2 separate regions of the Pan troglodytes genome follow, and region 2 is linked to region 1. The links are chromatin contacts, called in public HiChIP or PLAC-seq maps. All regions are on one chromosome and are shown on one strand. Each heading gives the region's core, a stretch centred on a gene start, on an enhancer-like site or on the middle of the called end of the contact. The rest is flanking DNA. Distances are from core to core; before and after follow the strand shown.

Region 1 (4,916 bases), core at 1,386-3,885:
AAACAATTTAGCTATACATTTTCCTTCCCTACTAGAAGATAAAGATACTTGCTTTAAAAGAATCACCTGGCTGTACATCAATCCACCACGTTGCTTAATGCCTTTGATGTCCACTTTTGCTTCACCTATTTTTTTCCCCAAGCAAAACTGGTTGCATTGGTTTAGGCATGGATTGTGTCATCTCCTAACAGTCTCATGATTTCTATTGGTCTGCTGAGTTCTTTAGGAAGTTCCATAAATGTCAGTCTCTGAATATATCAAACTTTACCCTATAGGGCAAATCATCATTTGGTGATGACAGGCTACTGCGTCATCATGTTCCTTGCGGGCTGCAGGAAAGATGATAGGGCAATCAGAGATCACCCTGTAAGCGTTACTGTCTGGCCTATGCCTTCCCTTTCTGACAAAACCCTGCACTTAAATTTACCAATCTGACAAAGATGTATGCTTCTCTAGAGCACACAGGTAATTTATTGAACAGAGAATAAAACTTTTGTTTTCTTCCCTTCATACCAATACTCTTAAATCATTCTTCTCACATCTTTATCTTTAAAGAAATTCCAATGCTTTCAAGATCTGATTGAAAATCAAATCTGACATCCCAAACCTGAGTCTTCCTCAACTTATCTCCTACCTATTCTTCAAGGTCCTGCTTAAATCCCACCTCCACTGCATGAACTTCTCAAGTTCCTTCATTCACAATTTCTCTCCTCTCTTCTCACAATAGTAATTTTACTCTCAACACTTCTTGTTATTAACCTTGTCAAATATGTGAGTGTGTGCCTACCTCCTAACAAGCCTGAGAGTCCATGGAATTAAATGCAAGATTCCAAGGAATATGCCTAGCACAGTGCTTTAGGTTTGTAGCTACCCAATAAGTACTGAATTTTTGTACTTACAAAAACTCCCTATGGTGAAATTCATTCCCTCAATCAAAACGTATGAGAGGACAATTCTATCAAGTACTGTGTTGGGCACTGATGATGAAGGATCACAAACCATCCCAGGCTTCCAAGACAGAAAGGGACCATTTTCTTTTCTGCCTATCCAATCTCTCACATATTTTTCACAAACCCAGTTCAAATACCACCTGACCCCCACCGCTCCCATTTGCAGTACCTATCACACAGCCCATGCCTAAGTCCTCTATAGCCTCACTGCGACTTAAGAACAGCGCCTGGAAGCTCTCTTAAAGAAACAGTGTGCTGTAACCAAAGGCAAAGATTGTGAAAAAGCACAGAATGGCTAAAATTCCAATATCCTCATTCCGATCTTTGTGGCTCCATTACGATCTTGTGGCCTTGGGCAAATCAGTTAATGTTTTTAAACCTTGGCAAGGGTATACAAATACCATCTACATTACTGCGGTATTATAACGAATAAGAGATTTTTTATTTATTTATTTTTATTTATTTACTTATTTGAGACAGAGTTTCGCTCTTGTTGCCCAGGCTGGAGTGCAGTGGCGCGATCTCGGCTCACCACAACCTCCGCCTCCCGGGTTCCAGCGATTCTCCTGCCTCAGCCTCCCTAGTAGCTGGGATTACAGGCATGTGCCACCACGCCCGACTAATCTTGTATTTTTAGTAGAGACGGGGTTTCTCCATGTTAGTCAGGCTGGTCTCGAACTCCCGACCTCAGGTGATCCGTCCGCCTCGGCCTCCCAAAGTGCTGGGATTACAGGCATGAGCCACCGCGCCCGGCCAAGGGATATTTTTAAAATGTTAAAAAGCGACTGAGTCAAATCCAGAGAATTAGTAGGTGTTCAATAAAGCTGATCTCCCTTCCTCGAAAGCGCTAGCGCTGTGATTTGCAGAGAGGCCGCGGCAACTCGTGCCATGGGCACCACCCGCCAGACCAGCGGTCTAGCGGTCCAAGACGCCTCGGCCACCCCCCACCACCGCACCGGGCCTCACCTTGGTGGTCGTAGACGCTAATGTAGGAGATGCCCACGGCCATACACCACACCACTAGGCTCGCGATGTCCGAGAAGCTGGGTTCTTGCTCCACCTCGGTGATCACCAGGCCCATATGCACAGGCAGCTTCTCCAAGGAACGACCGTCCGCGCGCCAGCGCATCCGGTGGTGTGCGGCTGCCAGGCACGACCCCCCGCGCGGGTGCCGGTGGTGACGGCGGTTCCTGCCGACTGCCGGGGACTTGCGGAGCGTGAAGCCGAGCGGCGCTAGGACCGCGGCAGAGGCGGCGCGGCAGCAGCGCCGCCAGATCCAGTTCCAGGTGCCGAACCGAACGCGGAGCCAGGAGGTGAGCGTGCGGTGCAGACAGAGCAGCGCGTGCAGCACCCGCCACACCAGCTCGTACAGCCCCGTCATACTCTTGTGGCCCTTGGACACCCCCTCTCCCTCCCGCCCACTCCCGCGGCGCGACGGCTTTTTATCCGCCCCTGCGGCCGGCGCGGGCCATCGCTCCGCGTCCCCCCGCCCCCCGAGCCCGAACCCCTTTCCACTGCCAACACCTCACCTCGCCCCCGCCGCCATCTTCCTCCTCCCTTGGCAGCCCCGCCCCCAGTAGTACATGGACAGTTCTGATTGGGCAGCGTAGAATTCTGACGCGGCTTCTGTGTCGGAGAATGTGGCCCAGCCCGGCGCAGTGAGGGAAGGCGCACGCCTGCGAACTAGCCGGGCCGATACCGCGGGCGCCCCCTGGTCGCGTGGAGGGCGATGAGCGAACGACCCGGGACTTTTCTGAATGGGACACCAGCAAGGCACACGTGGTCTTCAATGCGATGGGCGCTTCCAGGGGACCCGGCGTCCCTTGGGTCCAGGAAGTCTTATACTGTCTCCTCTCACGGCCCCGACAGAAACGGTTTCTGAGGAGTAGAAGTGTCCTAAGTGGATTGGAAATTACAAATGCCGGAAAGAACCTAGGGATGGAAAGCAGCCCTCAGTAAGTGTTGATGCTGGGAATCCACCAGGGTTTCCAAAAGTGTCCTCAAAGGCTGGAGTGGTCCTGCTACTGTCCTTTATTCAGCCTCCCAGCTGAGGCTGAGAGCGAGGATCTTTAGCCATGTTCCTGAAACACCCCTCTACCCATGTCATTCTCATCTAAGGTATCCTTTCCTGGCTGTACATTGCTTAGTAGAGGCTCTACAGCTTGGCAGTCCAGTCACTTCATTCTTTTTTTTTTTTTTTTTTTTTTATTCGGCAAGACTTTGACCAACCGCCGTGGGTTAGGTTTACAGTGGGGAGAAAAATAGACATTGTGCCTGACTTCAATGACCGCCACTGTTTGAAGCAAACTGCTCATCCAAGCCTTATCATCCCCTTTAACACCCTAATGTTTCTGTCCATGTGGACTTCGACGTGGCCCTCTAGAATGGTTTTGTACTTCCCCGCGGTAAGTCTGTACTGTCTTTGCCCTTTTTGTTCAAGCTCTTCTCCTGAATTCCTGATTCCCGACTTGGTATTGCCGACATTCCAACCCATTTCTCAAGGTTTATCCTACATGCCACATCCTCTGTCATCATATGTATGTGTGTGTGCAACAATAATATTTATATTATTTGTATTTATATAAGTATATATATAAAGATTAGGGAGGTATTACAAAAATGCAACTGTACACATACACACACGTATACACACACGTATACACACATATTTACACACGTGTGTGTGTGTAAACAGTTGCATTTTTGTAATACCTACCTATTCTTTGTTCGCTAAAGCCTCTTTTTCCCCCTGGGAAACATCTGTTCACGTCTTGGCTATGTGACTTAATTTTTCTAACATTGTCACTTTTTCAACTAGTCTCATTTTGGTTTCTAAGACTCATTTAACTTTACTTTAAAAGTTGAATCTCATGTCCATCTCCCTTTCGCAGTGCAATTTTCCTCCCTTTGGCAGTGCAGCCTGAAGAACTGAGGGCTGGGCACCAGGCACACCTTTCACACACTTCTTTCTCTCCTGGTCTCCTCTGCAGTAGCTCCTCTGATGATGGACAAAGGAGGAGAGGCCAAAGGCCATGATCAGGGAAGCCTACAGTCTTCTTCCTCACTGCCCATTGCTGTAGTTTATGCAGCTACATGATGCTTGTTAAGGAAGCTCCCTAGACACCAGTGTCCCATTGAGATTTGGCCACGTATTCTGCAGACCCCACCCCACCCCCCATGCTGACTACCTTGCCACATTTCTCTACCGTACTCACTTCTTTGCCCCAATATCTATCGGTTCTGACAAGATTAAAGACATCAATCTCATGTTCCTGTGGCCTGCTCTCAGGTGTGCAGGCACAGACAGGCTCTATCTTCTGTATTTCTTTTTTCCTTTTTTTTTGAAACGGAGTCTCGCTCAGTCGCCCAGGCTGGAGGGCAGTGGCGCGATCTCAGCTCACTGCAGGCTCCGCCTCCCGGGTTCACGCCATTCTCCTGCCTCAGCCTCCCGAATAGCTGGGACTACAGGTGCCCGCCACTAAGCCCGGCTAATTTTTTTTGTATTTTTAGTAGAGACGGGGTTTCACCATGTTGGTCTTGAACTCCTGACCTCAGGTGATCCGCCGGCCTTGGCCTCCCAAAGTGCTGGGATTACAGGCGTGAGCCGCCGCGTCCGGCCCCTGTATTTCTTTGAATTGCAAATTTAAGCAAAAGGATTCTAGCCACATGTCCATCTGACACACCCACATGCAGATCCTGGCGTCTCTCCCCAGACATTTGCTTGTTTTCCTCCTAGAGTTTCCTCCTAGTAGCAGGTCCCCTAGCTCCCAGGATGTTCAGCCTCCTAAAGAGTGGTGGGGCGGCGGTACCCACTTTTCTTCTCTGTCAGCTGTCAGTAGGCTAGGGATGGAGGGTCTCATACAGAACAGTTCTCTGGGTGGCCTTGAACCAACACAGTTCTTCCCCCTTTTCTCACTTGTAGTTCTCGAGAATAACTGTAGAATGTGTTGGAATGCAATATACTAT
Region 2 (5,410 bases), core at 963-3,462, 230 kb before region 1:
AAAGAAACTGAGCAAAATATTACATCAATATTTTCTAGTTTGATGAGAAATAATAATAATTAAAAATATATTGTGATTAAAAATTTAAACAGCCAATGACAAGGTAATTGCAATTCAAAAAAAAACTCACAGGTATTCATAAAAAATACAAAACCCACATAATATGTACTGAGCCAGCGTCTTCTTGCTTTATTCTACTTTATCTTTTGGAAGGTGGTATTCTCAGCTACAAAGCAAAGACTTAGTTCTATTACCAACTCGTGTCTCCCGTCAGAGTGAATTTCTTTCTGTTTGATAATAAATGGAAAGCTACAGAAGTACCCGCAAATAAACTAACGCACGCATTAATTCTCCACCAGGGATTCTTGAATGGTTCGGGATTTGATATAACTAAATTAAACTATACTCCCAAAATAAGGATATTTCTCAAGATTCTATTTCTGTACATAGTTTGTATTCCCACCAGAGCTTTGAGCCCCAGACAGTTAGGTGTGAATTCGTTGGGAATCTCTGCTACCCAACACAGTGCCACACAGAAACCTGTATGAACAGAGCGACTGGAACAGTTACCCCTACAGATGCATCGAAAGGCACCCACGCATCCAAACAAAAAAGAACACAAAACCCATTCCCTATACAATTTTTTAATGTGTCAGCTCGTCAACCATTTCAAGTTACTTAAGTAGAAAAAGTCCCTTTCACATCACAGTTGAGTCAGAGGTGCCAGAGGTACCCCCATTTTCACGTCAACCCAGGTCCTCATCCTAAAACGTCAACGTCCTGAATCCACTACGCAGATTCCAGCACTGGAGGCGCCAGCGATCGGCACCCGCCCCCTCCGGCATGGGCGCTTCGGAATAACTGGGCGCCGCCGGCTCACACCCTGCCCGCAATGTTTTGCACTTTGCTGGGTCTGTTCCAGGCCTCTAGCCCTCTCTTCGCTGCTCCCAGCCAGGAAGAGTCCGAGAGGCGACTGGAGCGTCAGGCTGAAGAAGTGGGTTCCCTCTGCCTGCTAGGCTGTCGCTGCGACCCCATCCCCCCCGGCAAGGGGTCGAAGCCCCCGGGCGGGGCGGGGCGGAGGACAGCACGAGGCCCAGGACTTCCACGCCATCTCTGCAGCCCCGCGCCTCCCTCCTCAGCCCTGGCCGGGTCCCCGCGTCCCCCCGACCCCCGATCGCAAAACCGGAGTGCGAGAGGGAAAGGGAAGTGAGGCGGCACGCGTATGGAGGGTGTGAGTGCGGACACACATACAGGGTGGCTAGGTACGAAAAACCCCGCCTCTCCCCGAACTCCCGCCTCGGACCAGCTGCAGCTCCGCCACTCCAGGGCTCCCTGCGCCGGGACAAAGCTGCCGCGGCCTCTCTGCGAACGCGGAGCGCGTCGTCGCCCGATCTCCTCAGTCTCCTCCGGCCGCAACCCCGTCCCAAAGGACCCGTGGGCCGCCCCAGGGACGGAGGGGACCCGGAGCCGGGCGCCAGCAGCCCCCGCCCCCCGCGCCCTCGCCCAGCGCCGCCGCTCACCTGTTCAGCACTTTGCGGATCCTCTGGCGCACGCCAGCCCGGGAGGAGGCGGACAGGCTCCCGCCGCCGCCGCTGCCCTCGGCCGGCAGGTTCTCGATGGTGGTCACCACATGGTTCGGCGGGGCTGGCGACGGCGGCTGCAGCTGCTGCTGCGGCTGCTCAGGGGGGATCATCGCGGCAGAGGCTGAGGCGCGGCGGCGATCAGAACGCAGCCGGGCGCATCGTGTGCCGGCTCCCGGCCCGGGAACGCGCAGAGGACCCGGCCGGGCGGCCGCGGCCCGGGAGGCGGTGCTGCCTGCGAAGCGGTGAGGCGGGGAGGCACCCGCGGCTACGGCCGCCGCCGCCCAGCCCGCCACTGACTCCTCTCCAGTCCCAGTGCGCGCACCCTCGCGCCCGTGCCGCCGCCGCCGCCGCCCGCCCCGGCTCTTCCCGAGCCGCGTCCCCAAGTCCTGGCCCGCCCCGCGAAGTGGCTGCGAAGGGTGTCGCGCGGGGGCGCGGAGCTGCCGGTCGGTTCCGGGGAAGGAGTCCTGGCTTCGCCTTGTTTCCTCGTGCCCGGGTCTCCTCGGGGCGCGCGGCGGCAGTTGTGCTGGCGCCGCCTCAGCCTGTGCCCCGCTCGGTCGGAAAGCTACCGTCTGTGTCTCACGGAGTGAGAGACCGAGAGTGAACCCGGAGAGCCGGGCGGGGGCGCCGCGGCGGCGGCGGCGGCGGCGGCGGCGGTAGAGCGGGGCGCGGGCGGGGGACCTGCTCGCTCTCCTCTCGCCAGAGGGCGCTGCCGAGGTGCCTTGTTGCCCCCGACCCTCTACTGCCCCGTCCGCAGAGGCCCACGGTCTAGGTTGTGGTGATTGTTTTGGTTTGGGTGTTTTTTAGGGGGATAAGGGGGCTGGGAATAGATCCTCCCTGTGGAGTTGGCGGGGATTCCTCGTTTCTGCCCAAGCGCCGCGGAATCCAGCACCACCGGCCTGGGACAGCGGCAGGACGCCGAGACAGGTGCCGGCCCCAGGTTAGAAACCCAAACGGAGAATCCTAGATGTTGCTCCTACTACATTCGCCATAATTGGCCTGGAGGAAATGGGAGGAAAAACTACTTCTCACAAAGAATCAATTCTGGGAACTGGAAAAAGCATATCAGACCAACTCAAAACGTCTCCATTTGAGGCAATGTAGTGCTGTGAAAGGAACGTAGGCAGATTTGAGTTTCAGTGGCACATCTGAAACTTATCCGCAGAGACTCTAAGCAATTAAATTCTGAGACATTCTTCTCTGCAGCGAGACTACTCATGTCTTTCTCCCAGGGGAGTTGTAAGACTTAAATGAGGTAAACCACGCAGCAGGGGAGCCTAACAGCTCCTTTAATAGTCCCCCAACTCCAAAAGGGAAAGTCCTGTGTATCTGCCACAGAAATCTTGGACCATATTTCTACCAATGGAAACTGACTCTCTGTCCCGGGCATTCTTATACCGATTGATCCAGATCCCAATTAATACCCGATTCTTGAAAGAGAGATATTTTTCAAATTTTCCTTTATTTAGACTGTTTAGATAGGGATCTTGCCTTGAAAAATGATATGCATTTTTAAAAACTCTTCGCTTCAGTGCAGGGAATTGAGTAAGTTTAACAGGTAAGTTTGTTCACACAAAGGCATGCTGATACCACTACTGAATCCAAATGCTCTGAAACCAGCAAATTAAAAATACCAGTGATAGGATTTGCCACTGAGAGAGGGAATTGGGGAGAAAATAACACTCAAAAAAGGAATGGACTATGTCCTTTCAACAGAGGAGAAAAGGAATATGGAAGGATATAAATAAGATGGGATTCTTTGTTCAGTTAACAAGGTCCCATTCCTTTAACAAAATTCGGAGTCTTTTTTTAATCATCAAAAATATGAGAAAACGGGTATTTGCAAAATCTCTTCAATCTATATTTCAATTCTGTAAAACCTACTTGCTACCTGAAATATCCCTGAGGTTTCTTTCTACAGAAATTAACCCCAATTGGAACATTTTCCCTTTTATAATTAAAATGTCGTCCTGTTCTTTCTCAACAACCTTTCATTCTCTGATTTTTCCACCTCAGATTTGCACAGGACACTCTGAAGAATTATTACAAACAGGACCAAGGCTTGTAGCCTCTTGGACATTAAAATTCCGATAGTGGCAATAAATTTACCCTTAGTGGACCCACCGAATGTAGCAGACATGAATAAAATGCACTTCAGCTGAACCTGGCAGCAAATCGTGGTAGAAGTCTCTCTATTAAAACAACATTTATGGTAATTTCAGGTGTCTGCCTTGAATAACTGGTTGCTTCAGTGCCCTCTTCCTTCACATTTGGCTTGCCTCCCTTTGAATGTTTTTGGCACATCACGACTCAGTGCTGTGTCTGCACTTCAATGTCTGCATTTGCATCTGGTCATTTCTCTAGAGGGACTACTAAATCCAAATGCTCTACATCTCCTCTGAGTCAGGAAGGGAGAAAACCAAGATGAAAGAAGAACAAGATGAGAGATGTAAAATTTCAATCTTGTTGGTAAGACCTCAATGCAGATTCAAGCCTTATGCTTTTGTTACTCCATTTCTGGGGGGATACAGCATCAGATCCCTTCTTATCCTCTGATTCTGTACTCCATGCTCATTTCTTAGAAAGTAGCTAACCGCCAAGTGTGTTGGTGTGTGCCTGTAGTCCCAGCTACTCTTAATGCTAAGACAGGAGGATGGCTTGAGCCCAGGAGGTAGAGGCCAGCTTGGGCAACATAGCAAGACACCATCTCTAAAAGAAAAAAATATTTAAGTAGCTAGATAACATTTGTGAAGTAAGTAAACAGGAGTCAAAGGTCCAAGTGTCATAATGGTGTGTCTGACATGAAATTAAACATAAAAGATGTAGAAAAGGGCTGCTTCCCTTTTTCCTGCTGCAAGACTTTTGTCCATCCCTGACCTCAAAATCAGTTCACGAGCTCTGACCAAAAGGAAAGGAGATGAAGGCAATGGGCTAAGGATCTGTATGTAGTTTTCAGTGGTGGCATGTGGGTTCCAGGGACATGCCTACTTCTCAGTTTACCTCCTCTTTGTCAGCTGTGGTTAGTGGTATGATGCTATTGCAGAATTTCCATGCCACAAAAAATTCTGCCTCTCTTACCATTATATCACCCGAATTTCTCTTCAGGCACAGACTAGTTCTGTTGAATTCCTTAAGGAAGCAGAAGTTGGCTATCAGCTATACCTTCTTTAGTGTTTCTCATTTTGAAGACATGTCCACTGATGTGGGGAAGAGTGAAGTTTGGCCTGTGTCAGAGTCACCAGGCACTGACTAATCTGTTTAGCATAGACTGCACCTATGCACATTATTGAGAAAAAAGCTTCACAGTCATGCACCAGAGGTAACTGATGATCCTCCCCAAATTGCTGAACAACTATCTGGAATTGCTTGTGCTGCTGCAAATGACCAGTGGCCATATGCTTTCCCCGTATCATTCTCTTAATCTTTTTCTTTATCTCCTAAGTCAGATTGAATCTTCTCAACATGTAGTACTGAATCTATGGCCTCCAGAATGATAGAGCTTTGTGGTTTTGATTCACATAATCGAACTTGAGTGGGAGAGAAAGCCAGGCAAAACTGGTGAAAAATTTGTGGAGAGGGGAAATGGCAGAGGAGTAGAATGGGTAAATCAATTTACATCCAAGAAATGGATACAATAATTGGCATGTTAAAGCACAGAACTTCAGTGAACAATCATCATCAATGAAGATAGTCTATAAATGGTATTAGTGGATATGAAAATATGCACAGAGCAGGGAAACAGACACTAGGCAACAGATGTCAAAGACTGTTCACACATTCTACACGATGTTTCTGTTTATGTAATTTTTTTGTTTTGCATTTTGGAAACT

What was found. HiChIP or PLAC-seq counts read pairs in DNA pulled down with a chosen protein or histone mark.
Region 2: an H3K4me3 HiChIP or PLAC-seq map of stem cell-derived excitatory neurons shows a contact between it and region 1, with 5 times the contacts expected there. The contact joins the promoter of SLC35F1 here to the promoter of NUS1 in region 1. A contact is called at or near these places in 1 of 7 Hi-C or Micro-C datasets (stem cell-derived neural progenitor cells) and 1 of 1 datasets of contacts at active chromatin or transcription factors (stem cell-derived excitatory neurons).

Annotation. Positions count from the first base shown.
Region 1 is chr5:129,572,953-129,577,868 of NHGRI_mPanTro3-v2.0_pri, reverse strand. NUS1 (NUS1 dehydrodolichyl diphosphate synthase subunit) reads right to left here and starts at 2,635. Exons shown (of 5, transcript XM_518713.9): 1 at 1,917-2,635. The coding sequence starts at 2,331. It overlaps LOC129144311 (a long non-coding RNA gene), which reads left to right and starts at 2,655. Exons shown (of 5, transcript XR_010158157.1): 1 at 2,655-2,905.
Region 2 is chr5:129,803,829-129,809,238 of NHGRI_mPanTro3-v2.0_pri, reverse strand. It overlaps SLC35F1 (solute carrier family 35 member F1), which reads right to left and starts at 2,212. Exons shown (of 9, transcript XM_009451898.5): 1 at 1,521-2,212. The coding sequence starts at 1,693.